2 separate regions of the Gossypium hirsutum genome follow, and region 2 is linked to region 1. Evidence: chromatin contacts called from public Hi-C data. All regions are on one chromosome and are shown on one strand. The core of a region is the stretch at or near the end of the contact, and the rest is flanking DNA. Distances in the headings are between cores, read along the strand shown.

Evidence for each region. Hi-C and Micro-C count contacts between places; a contact is called where the count stands out from the background.
Region 2: a Hi-C map of leaf shows a contact between it and region 1, with 1.6 times the contacts expected there. The contact joins the promoter of LOC121230787 here to the promoter of LOC107955347 in region 1. A contact is called at or near these places in 3 of 34 Hi-C or Micro-C datasets (callus, hypocotyl and leaf).

Annotation. Positions count from the first base shown.
Region 1 is chrA06:123,488,829-123,493,541 of Gossypium_hirsutum_v2.1, forward strand. LOC107955347 (metacaspase-9) reads right to left here and starts at 1,932. Exons shown (of 3, transcript XM_016891098.2): 1 at 1,631-1,932; 2 at 307-1,324; 3 at 1-225. The coding sequence starts at 655.
Region 2 is chrA06:123,751,389-123,755,832 of Gossypium_hirsutum_v2.1, forward strand. It overlaps LOC121230787 (protein ENDOPLASMIC RETICULUM-ARRESTED PEN3), which reads right to left and starts at 1,463. Exons shown (of 1, transcript XM_041116181.1): 1 at 1-1,463. The coding sequence starts at 792. It overlaps LOC107955341 (protein ELC), which reads right to left. Exons shown (of 2, transcript XM_016891091.2): 1 at 3,130-4,444; 2 at 2,601-2,886. The coding sequence ends at 3,183.

The DNA.
Region 1 (4,713 bases), core at 682-3,181:
TGCTTGCTGCTATATTTATCGCACCATGTATGTCATCAAAAGGAACACCCTTAGCCTTAACCTTAGACGGTTTAGGCTTGTTGGGATTTACTGGTGTCGTCATATGCTCACCACCAAATTGTTCTTTCTCTTTTTCAATGAGACCACCACTGTGGCACGAATCTGATAGGATTGTGAAGCTTGCTCCTTCTGGTAGCCGGTTAACAAAACGCCTGAAGTCCACATCTGCAGAAACCATGTATATATATATAGGATATGAATATGTATATCGCTAAAATAAATATATAAATTCAAACAAAAACCTACCAGTGATAAGATTTAAATCACAGGCCACGATTGCTTCATCTTGCTTGAAAGGCTGGCCAGGTTGAAAGATTGGAATGCGTGTTCCATGTCCACTGAAGTAGAAAAATAGGACATCTCCTGCTTTAGAATTGCGCGCCATTCTATTAAGTGCATCCCTAATGTTTGCACCAGTAGGCAGAACCGACGACCCTGGCGCATCGGTGAGGACATTAATATCGCTTTCGTGGAACCCAAATTTCAGGATCGCGGCTTTTATGGTATTCACATCATTGATGCATCCATGCAAGCCGAATTGGGTCTTGGGGTAGTTGCATCCCACCAGAACTGCTCTCTTCTTACCCTTACCCATCTTGCTTTGCTAATTTTACTATTTTGTGTTGCTTGTACCCTTGTATGAATGTGCTCCTACTGTCTCACTAAGAACCTATATATATACACACTAATTTCATAAAATAAAAATAATCTTACATTTTATAAAATGTGATTGACTTTGAATGTTTGGCTTTCTCCGTCCATTGTAATGCACATCAAACAAAAATGCAAATTGATACACCTATTTTCCACTTTAAATTTGGCCCGAATCCGATAGATTATATTGACCATCAAAATAATTTAGTAGAATTATCACAGTTTAAAAATAATTTGTTTAAAATATTTGCTTTAATTTTGGGAGCTGATTGATCTTTAATAATTGTTTTGTAAAAATTGGATTCTTGATTTATATATATATGTAACAGGCCCATTTTTCCCGGCCCGTTTAAAAACCAAAACCAAAAAAAGAGGCAGCCCATTTACAAGGCCCAAAGCCTAAACAACCCAACTAAACCCCTAACCCAATCGGCCCAATAGGCCCAGTGTCCAAACTAAGCCTCAGCTAGCCGAAACCCTAGCTAGCCTAAGCGTCGCGCCTCTCCTTCTGCTGCCCACGTGCTTCAGCAGCGCATTCGACTCCCGAGGGCCGGCTCTGCCCATCTTTTGCACCAAAATGGAAGTCTCCACCCCGTTGACCTTTGTGCGTCTGCAAAAGGAAGCAAAAAAAAGAAACAAAACAAGACCACAAAGCAGAGAGCAGAAACGAGGCAGGAAAGGAAGCAAAATAGACAATAGCATAGATGAAATCATTTGTATTTTTCGGCTATAAAGCCCAAACAGAAACCAAATTGTTTTTACACACAGACGATTAAGCAATCAAAAAAAGAACAAACTAAAAAGGTTGAGTCTCGTTCTCTCATTTTTTATTTTCTCGTTTCTTTATTTTTATTTTCTGTTCTTCAATCATTTTTTAAAAAAAAAATATAAAAGAAAAGAGAAAAGAGGGACTTACCCGAGAACCCCGGAGTCGAGTTTTCGGAGTTCCGATTCCGTCTTTGAAATCGATTTTCGGAGGGGGAAAGCGGAGGTCTCTCCTTTCGTGTTATTGGGCCAAGAAAATACGGCCTTCGGGCGCTCCAAAACTGGGGTCGAAACTCCCTTTCGCACGACCACCACCTACGGTGGCTTCACGGCGGTGACGATGATGGGTGTTGAAACCCTAGCCGAAATGAGAAAACGGAGGAGGGAGAGAGAGTTTAAGGGTCTGTTCCAGTTATTTATTTATTTATTTATTTTGAAGGCTAAAATGAATTCTGTAACAAAAATAGGGCCTTATATACACTGACAAAACGGCAGCGTTTTGAGTGTGGGGGACTAAGTGCCGAAACGGCACCGTTTTGGTGCACTCGCGCGCGACCTGACCCGCTCCAGGGGGTCCGCGCGTTTCCTTCAAATGGGAAATTTCCCACTTTGGCCCCTCCTCATTTTCTGACCTTTGATTTAGTCATGATTTGCTTTTTTACTCTTCAAATATCGACCGATTATTTTACGTAATTTCTAATTTGATCCCTGGACTGAACAAATTGAAATGCAGCACGTTAGACTTGGGATATTACCCCATTTGGTCCTCGCAAGTCTAAGCGTTTCGATTTAGTCCTTGTTGGCCTTTGTATTCCAAATTTATACCTTGGGTTCTGATTCACTTTCAATTATGTCCTAAATTTATTCAATTCATTCTATCTTAATTTGTTTTAATACACTGTTTACTCGTATCATTATTGTTCATCGTAATTCACTTTAATATATTATTTATTCAAATTGTTATTATTTATCTCAACTTACCCTAAGTATGTATTATTTATTTTATAACCCTTACCCATTATATGTGTATAAACCATTTATTTCAAGTTTTCACATGTTTGCTATTCTTTCAAAACTGTTTTTTTTTTGTTATATATTCAACTCAAATTATTTTATATGGTTTATTCCTTAGTTATTATATATTATGTATTTCTAATAATTCTTTATATATTATATCTGAATCGTTATTATAAAATATATTTATATTAAACTTCTTATTTATTATTTTAAATTAGCTTATATATATTATTCATTTTAAAGTTATGTTTATACCTTATTTTAAATTCGTTCCATATTATTTATCTTACACTTTTATTTATATACATATCATCTATTTTAAAGTTATTCATACAAATCTTTTGTAATTTGCTTTATATAGATTTCAAAATTCCCTCACATCATTCATTTTATAAACTCGCTTTATGCGTCATTCATTTTAAATTATTTATTATTTATTGTAAAATTTCATGCATTATTTATATTAAACCATCTAATATATATATTTTAAATTTTATATGTTATTTTATTATGCTATTTTATATATAGACGATTTCAAATTCTTTCATTGTTTATCGCAAACCTTTTATAATTATTTACCTTAAGATTTCATATATTTCTTATATATTATATATTTTAAAAATTATTGTTACATATTATTCATTTCAAATTCCTTCCATATATGATTTATCTTTATGTATATTATCTATCTTGGTTTGAATTATTTAGTATGTTGTTTACTTTAAAATTTCTTATATATATATTATCTTTTTATTTTATTTTATTTCTCCTTTACGTATTATTATTTTGAGCCTCTTAATACTTATTTTAAATTTCTATATATGTATTATTTTAAACTTGTCTTATTCTTATTCAAATTTGTCTTATACAACTTATTTTAAACTCTCTTATTTGTATTAAATTGTCCTATTATTGTTCATTTGCGTTTTTTATATAGTATTTTTTTAATATATATATATATATCCTCTATTTTAAATTATTGTACGCATTGTCAATTTTAAATCTCCTTTTTCACATTATCTTAATCTCATTTTAAAATTGTTTTATATCTTATCCATTTTTATTTGCTTTATGCCTTTTAAATTATTATTAAATTCATTTGTCTTTAATTGTTAAATGATGCACCTTGTGTGATTATTGTCATTATGTAAATTTTGATTCGTTCTTTTCGCAAGTTTGCACTACTGCTATTCATTTGCATAATGTAGTGTCCATGTATATTCGTCTTATATTCATTACTATATTTTCATACCATCGCCCATGAATCAAGTTTCGTTACATTCATCCTATAAATTGTTTTATTTTTAATCCAAACGAATAACGCGCTTTATTAAACATTATACTCGCTATATTTCAAAAAGAGAATTTTCTAAATAAGGTAATATTTTGCGTTTTGGAATATCGAGGAATTGTGCCCTAACTTACGGGGTTTTAATTTTCTCGTTGGTTCTAAATAGCCAAATATCCTTTTGAGTTTTAAATACACGAGGTTCCAATTAAAATTAAAGACGACTTTGCACTCGGGAGTTCATGGTATTGTGTCCTAACTTACGGGATGTGATACTCTGATATCTCGAGATAAGGAAATCTTTAACAATCATTTTGAGCTAATTCAAGCATTTTTAATATCAATGTTAATGTAAACAAGGGATCGTATTTCAAATCCATTCCCGATTTTTTTTGAACTTTCGACATTAAGACACTAACTAATCAATTCGGTACCAATTTTTGGGCGTGTCGGGGGTGATAATCCTTCCTCGCATGTAACCGACTCCCGAATCCTTTTCTCTCGAGTTTCGTAGACCAAAAATACCGTTTTAGTAAAATAAAACTTTTTATTAAAACAAAGGTGATCCGGACACACCTAATAAAGATCGGTGGCGACTCCCCGTTTTAATTTCCACTTTCAAACAAAGTTGATTCCCGCTTTTCAAAAAAATGGTTTCGACAATATATATATATGTATACGTGTATATTTTTCAAACCTTATTTACATGCTCATGCAACAGAAAAAAGATATCAAATATAATTTTAATGAGAACCAAATTTCATACATAAATAATTAAAATATGTAATTTTAATAAAAACTAAAATTCACACAAATAATTAAAATATATTTTAATATCCTAAAGTTTATTTAAATGTTATGCATACTATATAACCCAAAAATACAAATTGATACACCTATTCTCCAATTCAAATAAAACAATCTCTTGG
Region 2 (4,444 bases), core at 213-2,712, 260 kb after region 1:
TGTGTTCTTGGCGGCGCTTCCTGATTGGCGAGTCAGCTCTGATGAGACCTGAAGCGTTGATTTGTCGATAACGAGGACGCTGTTTTCTCTATGGGGACAATCGAATGATACGAAGACCGAGTCGGGTGAGTTAGCGATGGCGCAGACTCGGGCTTTGTATATCCGTGGATCGTCCTGGTCGGTCCAGTGAACTGAACCGGTATAGTGACCGCTGGAGAGGTCGTAGATATGGAGACCCGATGAGGATTCGGATCCGACAGCGGCTATTTCTGGCCATACCCGGCAAATCGAGGTGATATCATCGAGATGCGTACGGACGGCGGTGGAGTATGATAAGTAGGAATCGTATATTGAAATTTGACCACCGTGAGCGATCCAAAGTGAACCATCTTCTCCGGCGGAGAAAGTGGAAGGAACAGCGTCTGAGGCAGGGCGGATGGTATCGACGATGGCGGCGTCTATGCCATGAAGCGGCGAGGGCAAAGAGGCAGAGCGGAGACGGGACTCCACGCCGTAATAAAGAGCCTCTTCGGCGAGTTCCTGGATAGAGAAGCGGCGGAGGGCGGCGGAAGGGAGGCGGTTAGAACGGAGGAGGGAGAGAAGGACGGAAAAGATTTCAGGATCCCGGTCGATGAAGATAGGGTTATAGGCAGCGCGGTTGGAAAGGGCAGCTAGGAGGGAATCAGGACCGGCGGACTGGAGGGTGGAGAGGGTAGTTTCAAAAAACTTGCCCCCGACGTTGAGCTTTATGCGGCGGCAAGGCGCGATTGGATTGGAAATTTGGGCAGCCATTGAAGCTCATATAATTCAATGATTAAAGCTTTGAGATCCCCTTTAAGAGACCACAGCTTTGTCTTTAAGCTTTAAAGTCGATGCTTTGGGTTAAATATAAAATATGAAAAAGTAGGGAAACCTCCCCGAAATCATCGACTTCAACACTGTTACATTTCTCTCAAACATTTCATCGAACAGTTTATAAGCAAATGTTTAACGTTACTTCCACCACACCGCTCGGCATGATAGAAGGATTAAAGCTTTTCATTTAACTTAAATAGTATGCTTCATGATTCGATTTGGAAGCTTACCGTGAAACGATTAACGTTGATTTATGTTATTGTAGTTTGCAATCTCATAGTAACATATATCGCAATTCGTACCACTCAAAGAGCTTAACATACATTCCACCAGCTCACAAAATTACAGAGCTTCACTTTTTTTTTTCACCACACATGTAGTGTGAAAATCCCATCCGCCATTTAAGTAGCTCATCTAAGCTTCCCCACAGCTTTCAATGACACACGGAGGCCATTTGGGAGAGTGTATGTGATCAATGATCCCTCGACAAGACATCTCAAATAAGGCTGACCGAGAAAACCCTCATATAGATTTCGTTCAAATACTACTTAAATGTATTAGGGTCGATTTGATTTTCAGTTCACAAGTTGAAACCTCGTAAGCATACATGATTGGTACGATACAAGGGATATGGGTTTCGACGGTGCAACAGAAGCTATAACATTCTTAAATGCAGTTAGAGAACACCCTTAAATGCAAGCTTTATAATTCAAAATTAATAGACTTGGCAACATCACCCAGCAATGAAACATAATCAACTATTCTTCGAGGAAGTGTCATATTTCCATATCTATGCCTGAATATGCATTGGAGACATGAGTGTTCAAACACAAGAAAAAAAAAGAATCGGAAATAAAAAATCTCGGTGACGAGAACAAACAACTTCAGACCTGGATAATCAACCTCCGGTATAAATGAAAAGTAACCAAACCATATCATCACCAAATAAGTAAAGCAATCATTTTCCATATGTATGATTGTAATTAGAGGAACACCAATGACAAGGGAAAAAAAAAATGCTCATGGCTGAGAAAAGCATATGGAGCTCCTAATAGTTTCAGATTCCAAACAAAATGATGACCAACTACCCTGGCCATGATTTACCACATAAGTTGATCTATGAATAACATCATATTGCTAAAAAATATATAGCACATGTTAATGTATCTCAACCATTAGAGTAAAAATTCTCCCATACTTGATACCAACCAGTATAAAGGAATAATAAACAACCACAACATGGATCCATCAAAACAACACACTGGATTCATCTCAATTATGGCAGCCAAAACTCCTAAATAATTTCTCCAACAAGTAGGGTAAGAAGCAGATTTGCAAGTTCTATTCAAAATTTAAACATAGCAAGAGAACAGTAATGTCACATGTGAAGTTCCAAGATAAAAGCCAATATAAGAAAATATTTTCGCTCGGTTTAGTACATTATTTCTCGACTACCATGACAAAAAATTTAACATTTGCAGAAGAGAAAAAAAGCTGATTGTAATATATTTTTTATATCTCACTTTCTATAGAAGTGTTGCCAAATTTATAATATATATATTAAGGAACAAGATGACAAGCAAGCTAGAGACAAGATATTACACCAGAGAATTAATATGGAAACTACTACTTGATAACCCTGAAGTGATTCTTCAAGTACAAGAGATCAATTAAAAAAGGGGAAAAGAAAAAACCTTAAAGCAAGAGACCTTGAAGTTAAGGTTTTAAAAATGATGCCTAGGAAATGAAATTAATGATTATCTCATAAATCTCACAAAAATGGGGGTGAATAAGTGGTTGAAAGTTTAGCCATAAAACTAATACATCATGAAACTTATAGTTCGTAGAATATGTCAGTCAGCCGAGACAAAAGTAAACAACCAGTGACAATTAAATAAGGGATCCATCCATTTACATGACAATCAGGTCAAGGGATGAGGAGAAAAAAACAGATAAAACCTATTGTAGTCATTATTAGACCCGTACGAAGTTAATCCTTTGCTCGTTAGGCCTTTGAAATAAAGGTGCAACCTGAACATTACATGTAAACAACTCTATTTCAGTTTTCCACACAAATGGAACCAGAGTTAAAGCTAAAGAACCCGAATTCATTATAAAAAGAGAAAGCCCAAAACTGAGTGTCAACATATCAATTACATGAGCACATTATTCACATTATAATACCATTTCATCCCGAACGAATAATACATACCGATATGTAAATGAGCAATGCAGCTATATCATGATAATATCAAATCTTAACTAGAAGCTAACCTCGAATAGCTTGATCCTTTATATAGACAAATCTGAAACAGAACAATAACCAGTCATGAAACGAAATGTGATATTCTAGCAGCCATATTTGCCACCTGAGCCTGCATTTGAGCTTCCTTAACTTTGGAGGCAGTAGCCCTATGGAAGAACTGCTCCCTTGACAACAACCTCACATTCCTCAAATACTGATCAAACGGCACAACCCCATCTTGCACTGCCTTATCCAAGGAATATACCACATCTTCGATAGCTAAATCAGCAGCTGTGGAATCCAAGACTTGTTTAGAAAGAACATCGACGCAATGAATCGCTTCATCAACAGCTACATTATTATTCTTCTTCCCTAAGTTCTTTATTTTCCCTTCATTATCTCTAATCCAACTATCCAACACATCTGTATTCATCAAAACAACCTGTAATTGTTGTTCTAAACCTTCTTTTTCATCTTGCATCTCTTTCAACCCTTTATTAATCTCTTCCTCTCGCCTTCTTAAAACAGCTTGAGCCGAAAACATTCCTTCCATTTCAACTTCCCTTGCTTTTCTCATCCCAATTATATCCCCATGAACCATCTCCACCAACTTATTCATTGCGTTCCTCTTATAAACCTCGGCGGCATCATCCGTTGAAGTAGGACGAGCTTGCGAATGCTGTGGATGCTGTACCCTCCCATAAGGTGATGGGGGGTATCCTGCCGCCGCGGCCGTAGCAGCCACCCTAGGTCCTGGCGGCGGTGGATGTTGCCCATAAGTAGACGTCATGGAGGAATTAATCGAAGGGTTAGGGCTGGGGCTAGGGTTAGGGTTAGGATTGGGGCGGCGTTGCGAATAAAGAGGCGGATCACGAGAAAAAGCAGAGCTTAAATGAAGGACTAAATCGACAAGATTAGAACTTGGGTAAATCCAATTATGCAAATAAGGAATCGAAACTAACCCAGAAGGGGAAACATGAGGATGGGGTCGTTTGATGATCATGTCGCGCGTGGGATTGACATAGACGGCGGGGGCGTAACGAGGGTAAGATTCCATGAGCCAGATAATGATGGGGATGTTGTAAGTGACGCCTTGGAAAGGCATGGGGATGGTGCCCTCGGCTTGGAGGAGGTTAACGGATCGGCCGTCGTTATGGGTAAAAGTGGCGGTCTTAGGTTCGAGGGAAGGGTAGTTGGAGATGAGGGAAAGGAGTTGTTGACGGATTAGCCATTTGGTGTCTTCGGAGTAAGGGAGGGCGGAAGGGCCGCGTTGGGAGAGGACGGAGGAGAGGAATTGTTGGATTTGTTGGGGGTTTGGCGGCGGTGTTGACGACGGCGGAACCA